Linked DNA regions of Sus scrofa: region 1 is linked to region 2. Evidence: chromatin contacts called from public HiChIP or PLAC-seq data. All regions are on one chromosome and are shown on one strand. Each heading gives the region's core, a stretch centred on a gene start, on an enhancer-like site or on the middle of the called end of the contact. The rest is flanking DNA. Distances are from core to core; before and after follow the strand shown.

Region 1 (5,990 bases), core at 2,107-4,606, 39 kb before region 2:
GAATAGTGGGCTGCTAATACCATTTCAACTGTGATTTCATTTACTTGTTCACTGGTTGAGTCACACAGCTGGATTCCTATCATCTAAATGCCCTACAGATGTTACTCCACCACATTTAAATCCTTCGCATTTCCCAAGTCTCACTTCCTTCTTGAAGCTTCCATAAATATACCTCAGGGAGTCCTCCCCTTTTCTGAATCTCCCTGGCCTTCTACAGAGCATCTTTTTGGGTCTTGGTGGGTACCAGTGTGGTGCTTGTCCTTTTCACAGCAATTTACACACTGAGAGTGTGGACTCCAGACGCTTTGAAATGTGGCCCTGCCATCTACCAGCTGCATGATCTTGGACAAGTTACTTAAACTCCCTAGATCTCCTCAGTTTTCTCATCTTGAAAGGTGGTTAATCATCATAGTTTCGACCTCATAGGATTCTTATAAATGTCCTATGAGTTAATATTTGTAAAGTGCTTAAAACAGTGCCTGACCTAAAGTAAGATTTATACAAGTCTTGTTGTTGCTGTTGTTGTTTTTAAATTATACTCCTTCACCTAATATTGGTGTTCCCATCCAATGTGGCTAAAGAAGGCAGAAGGAGTTAGTGGAAGAGAGAGCTTACTGTTCACAGAGACTTGTGAACTGGCTCTCCTCTTTTCTCAAAAATAGAAACCCCAGTTTGTTTCATCAAAATGAGAAGTTCTCCATCTCACTAACTCTGCAGGGCAGGGCTTGAAGATCAGTCACATTGTTCATCCTGTTACTATTAAGGTGGGTTAAAAAGTACTGACATTTTATGTTAGTAGCTGTAAAGTTGAATATTCAAGCACTTTCTTGATTGGGCACTGAAAAAAAAAGGCAAGGTTGGAGGAAATGAGCTGGCAACCTGGGACCCCTCACCCCAGAGTGTTTTTCTCACAAGGGCCTATCTGGTAATGTTTTGGGTGGAGCTGGAAGAGACCCCTTTGCTTAAGCCACACAATCATCAGCCCCTTACATTGCAGCACCTAACAATGTTCCCTGGGAGTTTAAATTTGGTTTTCTATAATTCATATTGTAGCATTCTCAAAGTCAAGAGGCTGTGGCTCATGAATCCTTGTAACCCCTAACATAGCTAGAGACACCACACAGATCAAGAAGCCCTTATTCGTAGATTTATTGTTAAGATGGGAAGGGCAAAGCAATATTTGGATGCTATCAAACCACAGTTGGATAAAACCTACAAATCATAATAAAATTCCACACAGTTTCTAATGTACTGTGTCTTCAATGGTGTAACACCCAGCTAAGAATTAAGATTCTATTCCAGTCCCTCTCATCCCATAATGATGGGCAGTAAAAGCTAGGAGGGAGATAGAAATGAGGGGGCTGATTCTACTAGATGAAATAAGTCAGAGAAAGACAAATACTGTATGATCTCAACTATATGTGGAATCCAAGAAAGCTGAACTCGTGGAAACAGACAGTAGAATGACGGTTACCAGGGGTTGGGGGTGGAGTGGGGCAATGCGGTACCAAGAGTACAAAGTTCAAGTGCTCTAATTGCAACATGGTTAATAATACTGTATTATACACTTGGAAGCTGCTGAGAGAGTATACCTTAAATGTTTGCACCACAGAAAAGAAATGATAATTATATGACGTGATGGAGGCTTTAGCCAGCACTGTGGTTGTAATCATTTTGCAATATGTAAGCGTACCAAATCAATTCCTTGTACATTATAAACTTACATAATGTCATATGGCAATTACATCTCAATAAATCTGCGGGGGGGGAGTGGGGAAGAAATGAGAGGTCTGTATCATGCAATTTATTGAGGCTCGCCCTTTCTTGGAAAGAGCCCTGTTCCCCTGAATTCTATTTTGAGTTTGGAGAGGTGACTTTTATGGCATTAGTCAGCACCAGGGGGCAGAAGAGATAGCAGCTTGAATGGAAAGAAGCCCAAACTCAAAAGGTCTCTGTGAGTCAAGGCAGGAAGCATGTGAAAGCTTCCAATACCGTTCCTGGAATTGGAAAGTCTTAAGTTATTTAAAAGTGGTTTCTCAACTACAGAAGAAGTCCATGTTCATTGTAGAAAAATTTAAAAAGACAAAAAACAAAATAACAAAGAAAAATTTACTTACTCAAAATCTCACCATCCAAAAGTAAGCACTGTTAACGTTTTGGTAGAGCATATTCTATTTTCTATGTGTGCACATCTTACCACTAAAACAAGATCACAATACTTTTTTTTTTGTTTGTTTTTTTGTCTTTAGGGGGCTGTACTGGTGGCATATGGAGATTCCCAGGCTAGAGGTCTAATTGGAGCTGTTGCTGCTGCCTATGCCAGAGCCACAGCAACACCAGATCTGAGCCGCGTCTGTGACCTACACCACAGCTCATGGCAATGCGGGACCCCCAATCCACGAAGTGAGGCCAGGGATCGAACCCACAACCTCATGGTTCCTACTCAGACTCATTTCCACTGTGCCATGACAGGAACTCCAGGATCACAACACATTCTTACTTTATGTTTCCCCATAACTTTAATTCGTAATAGCCACTCTTTAGCTCAACATAGGATTGTGAGTAGAGGAGAAAAAACCTCAACTCAGTGTCCTAGTTTTGACTCTGACCTAACCAGCCCCTGGCAAGCAGCTCAGCTTCTCTAAGCTTTAGATGCCTCATCTGTGAAATAAAGCCTCTGAAGCCAGTGATACCTAAGGTGCCTTCCTTTTTTTACCATTCTAATCATTGAGAAGTACTTAAAGGAAATGTTAGCAGAGTAAAAACTAAAACTGAAGGCAAGGGCACTTACTTGAGAGCCACCACAGGTTGAACACACACCAGTCACTATGCTGAGTTTTCCCACCCATACAATTTCATTTAATTATCAGAACAACTTCACTATCTCCATTTTACAGGTGAAGGAGTTGATGCTAGAACTTGCCTAGACTCCAGTGTCAAAGACCGTGTCCCTTCAGTTAGTTTTGGTTGGGCTGAGAGGCCAGCAGATCTGCTCTGAGGTGGATGTTTCCTTTCAAAAAAAATCAAGCCCAAGCATTAAGTACCTTCCCCAGGGCTATTTAGCATGAGTTTCCTTTTCTTTAATAACTCCACTAACAATTCTACTGTTTGAGAGTGATTTAAAAGACACAGAGATTTTTGTACATTTTACATTGTACATTTTGTACATTTTAGAGGACTACTGGATAACTAAGAGAGCAGAAAAAGGACAGGGGTTTTATAAAAATAATTTAAACTCGACTTAGAAATACAATTTTATGGTTGTAACTGATGGTCGAAAACCCCCCCAAACTAAACAAAATTACGAAACCTCAGAGAGGGTAATTGGCTTGGGAGAGTCATGAAACTCGCAGTGTGATATTTTAACATTTTGGTTTTCACATCACTGCCAGAGGACATCAGAACAGAATTGAGGGATTTGGATTGACCACTGGTTTTGTGGCTGACTGGCCGCATGAGCGAAAAAGAAAGCCATTTCATTCCTGGCTTTAGTTTTCTCTTCCAGGGAGAAAAACTGAAGAAATGGTCGCAATACAAAGTGTCTTTTAATTAAATGCTGCCTTACTGTCTTATAGGGTTAATATGGTTTATTAACACTGGTTAGATAGGCAGTCTATTTGTGGGTTCACGTTAACACCAAGATGTGACCGACTGCTCAGGCCAAGGAGAGGGAGAAGATGAGCTGATGCACCAAGCAATGAACAAGATAAAAATTTCAAATACAAATGCATTTGGAACGAGCCACAACGTTCTGCACTAAGATTTTACCGTGCACAGAAGCCTTTAGAAGCGAAAGGGATCTCTTTGCGCCGCAGTCCCGCGGTGCTGGCGCCCGGCCCGGGGGAGGGTTTAGGGCTTTCTCTTCTGGCTTGCACCCGCTACGTGCGCCACGGGGTTGCCTCCGCGGCCCCTCGCCCGGGGTTCGCGTTACGCGGCTCGGGCCAGCTGTCCCAGGGGTACCCCGGCGCCCGCGCTTCCCGCACTACCGCAGTCACGTCCACGGGGCCGGGGCTCGAGTCCCAGCTGAACGCTGGTTGGTCGCGCCCTCGAGCTCGCGGCCTGGTGATTGGTCCCAGCCGTTGGCTCACGTGGTCGGGAGCAGATAAGCGGCCTCTCGGGCGCCGCACCCACAATCCGCCAGAGCTGCCGCCCAGTGGGTACCGCGGGGAGCCTGGTGCGAAATTACGCAGGTAGTGGAGTGCCGCCGCCCCTCTGCCTGATGAGCTGCACCAGGTAGGTTCCCTGCAGACTCTCCGCCTGGGCTCCGAGAGAGCGCGCAGCTGGGGGGAGGTTGGGCTGCGTTTTCCTTCCGTCATCACTGCAAATGGAGAACCCAGGAGAGGGCAAGTAGACTGACTGCTGGCACCGGGGATAACTCCAAGGAGTGGAGATTTCCCATGTGCTTTTTAGGCAGAGCTGGTGTTGGTAAATGGCATCTTAAACCAGAAACTGTCCTAACGTGAGTCAGCTTTAGTTCAGATTCCGTAAGGGATTCTGACCGCATCTTTTTTGTCCCGCACAAATGCCTCAAGGACTAGGACAGCTTAGCTCGTGGGTACAGCGCTCTGAGACTGCTGGTTGGATTGTTTAGCTTTGGGGAAAAACTGCAGGACGATGTTTGCACTCCTGGGTGTTCAGCTCTTCTTATGACGGTTTGCCATAGCAAACTCGGCCTCAGAGTGTGAGCAAATGATTATTTTTTTTAACTCTTGAGTAGGACTTAAAGTTTCAGAGAAATCGCCATATTCAAAAACTGTCTTTCTATAGGTGCAAAAAGTGAAAATACGAAACAGGATCCCCGAAAGAAAGAAAGACAGGAAAAAACCTCCCTCAAACTATTTAAATAGCTTCTCCAGGCATAACTTAGCAGAAGACTTCTCTAAAAATCCTGCCTGTTAACTATTATTAGACCCACAAATGTAGCTTTCCTCTTTCATTTGTTTGTTCTAAGTTTGTAGGTCTCCCAGAAAAAAACCCAGGATTAATAAAGTAAATTCTCTGAGTGTTCTTTTATTATCCATTTTATGACCGAGACCATTTGCCTATATGCTTAGAACTGCTGCTGGCTTACTAAAGCCAGATTGAAGTCACATAATATCCATGCACCTCTTATCTGAAGGTAAAAAATGTCCATAAGCTTGGCAATATATTCTCAGGGCTAAAGGCCAGAAAAAATACTCTTCTTGATGGACACTTCTTTAGAATAGTTTAAATTTTTAAATAGTTTTTGTTTAAATTTTTAAATAATTTTATCTTTCTGGTTATAAATAGCCATTGCCAAAACATTGGAAAATACCAAAAAAGTACAAAGGTAAAAACAGGTCATATATCACCCAGAGATAATGAACTTTTTTTTTATGTTTCCTATTAAACTTTTCAATATGTGTAAGTTCACATATATGGCATATATTAAAAACGGCCTAATTTTCAGGTCACCAGGTTTTTTTCCTCTTATATGTGGACTTGACATGGGTGTCTTTCTGTGTGAAATACAGATTATATAAAGTTTTTTCCTTAAGTGCACAAATTGCTGACTTGCCCTTGAGCTAGTTATCTATGTAAAATGAGGAAGAGCATGATAATGAAAGTGCAATGGTAATCCTCTGATTCACTCTTTCTAGCCTCTCACTCTCAAAACTATTCCATGAGAATTTTTACTGCTCTTTTTCTCTTTTCAGGCAGATGACTGTGCCAGAGAAGTGTAATCAATTCAATAGCAAAATGATCAAAAGCCAAGGGAACATGGTCTGGAACTATGGTTCTAGAACCTATCTGGTCACTAGATCACCCGAGAAGCTTTAAGAAAATATATACCCCCTTGTCCCCATCCCCAGAGGTTCTGCATTAATGGCATTAAGCCCCAAGATTCTGCATTAAAGAAAAAGGAAGAAAATCAACTCCTTAGGCCATTGTGACCAGACAGGTTTGAGAACCACTGGTCCAGAGCAAAGAAAATAGTCTTAGAGCTGTGTTAGAGGCGATCCCACCCA
Region 2 (5,782 bases), core at 2,855-5,354:
CATCTTGGATGGCCCTTTGGTGGCTTTTGCTGGGTTTTTTTGCTTTTTGGGTTTTTTTATTCCTGAACTTGACGACCTACCTTTCACTCAAATCTAGAATCGGTCTGGTGATCAGTTATGCTTTGGGGTAACCTGGCTTTGGCCCAGGCCCTGTTTGGGGGCCATGCCATCTCAGGGCTGGTGATCCCTTGCTCTGCAGTGATACAACAGGAGGTCTGTCCATCCCAGTCTCCTATGCCCATTCTCGTCAGCCTTTTTAGAGGTAGAAACTCATTCCATATATTTCCTACAAGTTCTTGCCTCAGCCTGAACCTTTCTCTGCTGAGCAGATTCTGAGGTCCTTTTCTCAGTGGTCTTCCTGGAGTCGTCAGTAGTAAACTGAATGGTTAGATGCTCACTGCTTCTTCTCAGCTGGGAATAGTAGCGGGGAATAAAAGACTTTGCAAAAAACAAACAAACAAAAAAACCTTTTGCATCAAGACAGATGAGTCAGAATATTGGCTCTGCTCCTGACTAGGTGACCTGAAATACATTCTTTAGCCGCTATGAGCATCTCTTAAGACCCCACTCTGAAATGGAACTGCATTACTGACCTTGCAGCTGTGGAATTGTATTGCCTTCCTTCGGGGTTATCGTGAGGAACAGAGTTACACAAAAGTGCCTGATATGCATAGTGAGCAACACCTGTTACCTCTTGCTGACACATATGATCACTTCCTTCAGAGGGGCCAAGCGCCTTGTGGGACAGCTTCCCCTACTTGGAACTGTTGAAGCCATTTCTTCTCTTCTTTTGTAGAGCTAAGCCTCTTTTGCTTTTTTTTTTTTTTTTGTCTTTTTGCTATTTTTTGGGCCGCTCCCACGGCATATGGAGGTTCCCACGCTAGGGGTCCAATCAGAGCTATAGCCACTGGCCTACGCCAGAGCCACAGCAACTCGGGATCCTAGCCGCATCTGCAACCTACACCATAGCTCACGGCAACGCCGGATCTTTCACTCACTGAGCAAGGGCAGGGACCGAACCAGCAACCTCATGGTTCCTAGTCGGATTCGTTAACCACTGTGCCACGACGGGAACTCCCTCTTTTGCTTTAGATTGAGGTAAAGCACACACCCAGGTTCAGGTTCCCATTCTGCCACTCCCTGGATGTATGACTTGGGTGAGCTGTTGGTCTCTCTCAGCTGCTGTTTTCTCACTTGTGAAATGAAAATAACAATATATCCCCTTATAATTTTTGGGAGAATAAGAAGCAAAGTATGTAAAATGGCCAGGGCAGTGCTTGGATCAAATCTATCATGTGATATTGAGTACATGCCCCTCTCGTCTCGGATCGTAAGTCCTCTGCAGGCAGGGACATGTCCCAGTCACTGCTGGCCCAGGGTTGGCAGGAAGAGGGGCTTCAGCAGTTGGTGATGGGAATTCTTCTTTCCCCGGTTCTCAGGAGATTTGGCTTGAAGTCTGTAACATTAAGATCCGATAGCAACTTAAAAGATAAACAACCCCAGAATAGGTTTTTTCGGCATTAAACAGAGCAACTTTCGAATGGGTCATGTAGGAAAAAACAAAAATCTTCACTATGTTGTATAGAGGAAGGCTCACAGGATATGGTTCACTCTGGAAAGATGTACTGAGGATTTCAAACTGAAGGCAAATACATTCATAGTAAAAACATTACATATGATCTGCTAATTAAAAAAAAAAAAAAAGAAAACAGTGTCAAACAAAAACACTCGGATAATCATATCTCTGTAAACCTCACTCGGAGGCTCGGTTTCCGTTTTTCCAAAGTTTCAGGGCTGGATTAGTCCATGGGCCTCACAGACTTTGATAAGATGTTGGCCTTCCCCCTAAATAGAGGGGAAAGCCACTAGTGTTTTAAGCAAGAGTAGGCCATGATCTGATTTATGTTTTTTACAGCCTAGACTTTTCCTCACCTTTCCTGTGCTATTACTGTTCTCCATCCTGCCTTTTGTGCTTTATCTCCTGTCAGTTTTTCTTTCTACAGAGCCCCCGTCCCACTCTAGCCTCCCTTCTCTGAACGCAGAGCATTTGCTGGGATCCTAATCGCATTCTGCCCCATGACACGACCTGCTATTATTATCTTCCGCACATGTTCATTCATTCATTCGACAAGCATGTATTGAACAGCTGCAGTGTGTTAAGTGCTAGGGACATGGAGATGATTAGGACAGGTCTCTGCTTCCCAGGAGCCTGCAGCCTGAGGCGGGGGGGCAGGGAGCCGGGGGGACAGCTATATAAACAAATCACTGGGGGCCGTGGAGTAAGCCAGTGATAAGCATGGCAGGGTTTTATGAGATCCAAGATAAAGGGAGGGGGAATGAGGCAGGGTGGACAGGGCCGGGGGTAGCGGGGGGAGACTTCCTGCAGAGAGGAGGCCGGACTGGGAGGGAGGGTGAAGGGATGGGATGAGAGGGGTGGAGGGAAGCAAAGGATGGGCAGGAAGAGGAGGCGGAGGGACTGCGAGCAGCATCTAGTGGAAGGCTGAGAAGAGTAGATGAGGCCACTACTCATCTACTCATCATGGCACAAAACAAACAACATGACACCCAGGATACCTGCCGTCTCCCAGGGGAACTGAGCCAGGTGACCACCACAGCTATGCGGGTGTCATTGATTTCTTCACTGAAATGCCACCCTGGGGATACCACAGGGAGCAAAACAAACACACACTCTGTGCTCAGGGCCTGTAAAAGACTAGCTGGTGGCCTGGTGGAGACCAGGTATTGGGGGAGCAGGCGGCGGGGGGGGGGGGGGCAGAAAAGAGCCTTGACCCAGCTTCAGGGCCCAGGGAAGGCTTCCTGGAAGCGGTGTCCTCTGGTCAGCTCCCCTTCTCAGATTTTAAGGAGGAGTGAGAAAGGTGTGTGCAGAGAGAGAGAGAGAACACCATCACCTTTCTTCTGAAACCCTCAGCCTCCCAGGCCCAAGAAATGAAACCCCAGGCCCAGACTGGAGGAGAAGATGGAAAATAGGCTGGAAAAGGCCTGCAGAGCAATGCCGGTTGTTCTGTGGTCTTCCTGGCCGTCCCCTGGAACATGGGCCTGTTTTGCAAACACAGCAAGTTAGGTCAAATATGTGCGGTTTGGCCCTGGCTCAGCCAACCCAACTCTCTAAGCAAATAGCAAAACTTTTTTTCTCTTTTTTTCCTAAACGCAATTTTCTCTGGGTGCATAATTTATAGAACTCCAGCGAACTGCAGTTTGGCTTTCTTCCCAAGAAGGGAAAACATCTCCTCAGATTTTCCACACACCCGCCTCATTCTGCTGGCTGCTGGCCAAGACTTCCCAGGAGGGTGGGGGCAGGGCTCCTGCCACTCTGGAGAAAGGCAGGGGTGTACCACCACCCGGAGCAGTGTGGGCAGCGATCCCAGGGGTCGTGGCCACCGTGGTGCTGGTGGGCGTTCATAACAGGGGTAGGAGGGAGGTCAGGAAACTGTGCCAACAGCAGGGCTGCTAGAAAACTACGCTGGGGACCAGTCGACCCAGGAAGAGCCTGCCACTGTTGACAAAGCATCTTCTCATCTCGCCTGAGTCTCCCAACAGCTCCACAAGGAGGGTAGGACACATATAATTACTATTCCCATGTAACCGATGAATTGCTAAAAGGGGGAACAGGTCACTTGAAATTAGCCTGACTCAAGTTAGAATCCCTCCTCTGCCACTGAGTGACCTTGGGCAACTTGCAAAACCTCGTGCAGTCTCATCTGTTTTAGCAGGAACAATGACAGCGTTTCCCCGAAGGGGCTGTGCTGAGGGTTGAATGAGGTACAGCATGTAAGGAGCCCACTCCATGCCCGGCCCCAGCGGATGCTCTCTTGCTTCAATTACAATGGCTGGAGAGGGTTCCTGAGTCCTGGGGGCACTGCTGGGACTGCGACCCGGTGTTTGGACTCTCAGCACGGCCTTTTATGCTGCCTGTCACCCGTGTGCCCATGGGCCCAGCCCATCCCGAAGCAGAGGCTGCAAGCTTTCCTTTGCATTCCTAGCTGAGAGATCCCGGCTGGGAGCTGAGGAGTCCTGAGGTCCAGTAGGTCAGTCCTTAAGTCCAAATGCCTGTCATGCTCTGTGGGGGCAAATAGCTTTAGAAACTGCATAGCTCGTGAAACTTAAGCTTCAGAACATGAGCTCCAGTTCACAATCAGCCTGTTTCCTCTTATAGTCAAGGGCGAGCATCCAGATCCCCCTTCATTTATCATTGTCATTGCTGCTCAGAAAGGTCAGTGAGCATTCCTCTCGGTTGCTTCCAGCCACTTGGCTCTGGGCAGTGATTCCCACAGAGAGACTTAGAGGCTCTGAGCCTTACACATAGTAGGCATTCAAGAATGTTTGCTGGGAAGTGCTCAGGCAGTGCCCCCATTAGGGGTGGGAAGTTTGTGTCATCACAGCATATATAGAAACAGCATTTCCCCATCTGGACCAGTTCAGTAGGTACTCTGTTATAGACCCGGAGTGTTCCCCCAAGGAAAATTCTACAGACTGTACATATATTTTCTCTGCCTGACCCTCCCCTCCTCCATGGCTGGCTCCTTACTCAATCCTCAGTCTAAATGTTGCTTGCACAGGGGCCTTGTCTGACCATGCCCTCAAAGGTGACCCTCCCTGACTCACCCAAGGAGTATCTCTCATCATCTTTCATGGTTCTCACTGCCTCAAGAGATTTGTTTATTGTCTTCATGACTGGAACGGGAGCTCCGTGAGAGCAGGACTGAGTCTGTCTTGGTCACTGCGGTAGCTCCAGAGCCTGGCATACAGCCGGAGCACAATAATTATTTGTTTAATGGATAAAAGAAACAAGCTTAAGATCATGGGATCCAATGCCTTCATTTTGCAGAAAAGTGAGACCCAGAGGGTTTTAAAAGTTAGTTGCCCAATATCAGTCCACTTGCCCCAGACACCCCTGCTGTGAGCTTTCCCCCAGTAGCTTCTTTCTTAATTCTCAAGGGTCTCTGGAATCAACAAATGGTAATGGCCTGCCTTTCTGTCTAGGAAGGACAATTTTCTGTTTTGGAAGATCTACAACACCAAAAATATCCGATGTGCACTCCAATAAGCTAAAGGACAGTTTGCTCACTTGGGCTGAAAATGGAAAACACACAGATGCACAAAGAACATTCTGAAAAGAAATTCAAATAGGCTAACATGTGGGTAAGGAAGGAGCACATAAAGTGACGTCATCTTGTCAGGAGTCAGCCTGCCAGGGAAACGCGGTAACTGCGTTGTATCTGCGGAGGTGGGAGGAGACGCTTTCCCGTCTAGATTCTGGAGGAGGAATCGGGGGCGCGTGGAGCATCAGCTTGGGGGGTGTGGGCTGGTGGCTTCCTCATGGAGTAATTCCAGGACTAGCTCTGGGGAGGCTTGTAAAGGGTCCAGCACAACACCTGCTCAGTCCGGGGTAGCTCTGCTATCCTCCCTAAAGATGGATGATTCTAGCTGAGAACTCGCTTGCTTCTGAGTTTCACTGACTCCCACTGGTTTCCTCTTATTTATCTCAGGGGAGATGACAGGAGATGACTCACACCAAGCAGCAGAACGAGCCAGCGCTAGCTCTGGTAAAAGGTTATGCGGAGCAGTAAGGAGCTAATAATAATGATTATAACAGCCACTATTTCATTTATGCTTCAGTCTCTGAGTCCCAGGCAGTTTGCTAAGGGCTTAGGTGTATTATCTCATTCAAGTGTGTATAAGGTGGAACTATCTTTGTCCTGCTTAGTGCATAGGAGACAACTACTCAATCCTATGAGGAAGGAACTATTTTTATTTCTCTTTT

The links. HiChIP or PLAC-seq counts read pairs in DNA pulled down with a chosen protein or histone mark.
Region 1: a contact with region 2 is called in an H3K27ac HiChIP or PLAC-seq map of skeletal muscle. The contact joins the promoter of PPP1R3C here to the enhancer-like site in region 2. A contact is called at or near these places in 1 of 5 promoter capture datasets (liver), 19 of 47 Hi-C or Micro-C datasets (adipocytes, embryonic fibroblasts, fetal heart ventricle and 9 more) and 1 of 2 datasets of contacts at active chromatin or transcription factors (skeletal muscle).

The regions. Positions count from the first base shown.
Region 1 is chr14:103,276,123-103,282,112 of Sscrofa11.1, reverse strand. PPP1R3C (protein phosphatase 1 regulatory subunit 3C) reads left to right here and starts at 3,356. Exons shown (of 2, transcript XM_005671280.3): 1 at 3,356-4,233. The coding sequence starts at 4,220.
Region 2 is chr14:103,237,638-103,243,419 of Sscrofa11.1, reverse strand. No RefSeq gene overlaps it. Among named protein-coding and RNA genes, the nearest start is that of PPP1R3C, 38 kb to the left of the region's middle. Within about 2 kb of position 4,104, at least 41 of the 83 cell types and tissues checked have an H3K27ac peak or open chromatin away from gene starts, as enhancers often do. A contact at or near this core is called in fetal skeletal muscle, liver, omental adipose tissue and 3 more, where this site is marked.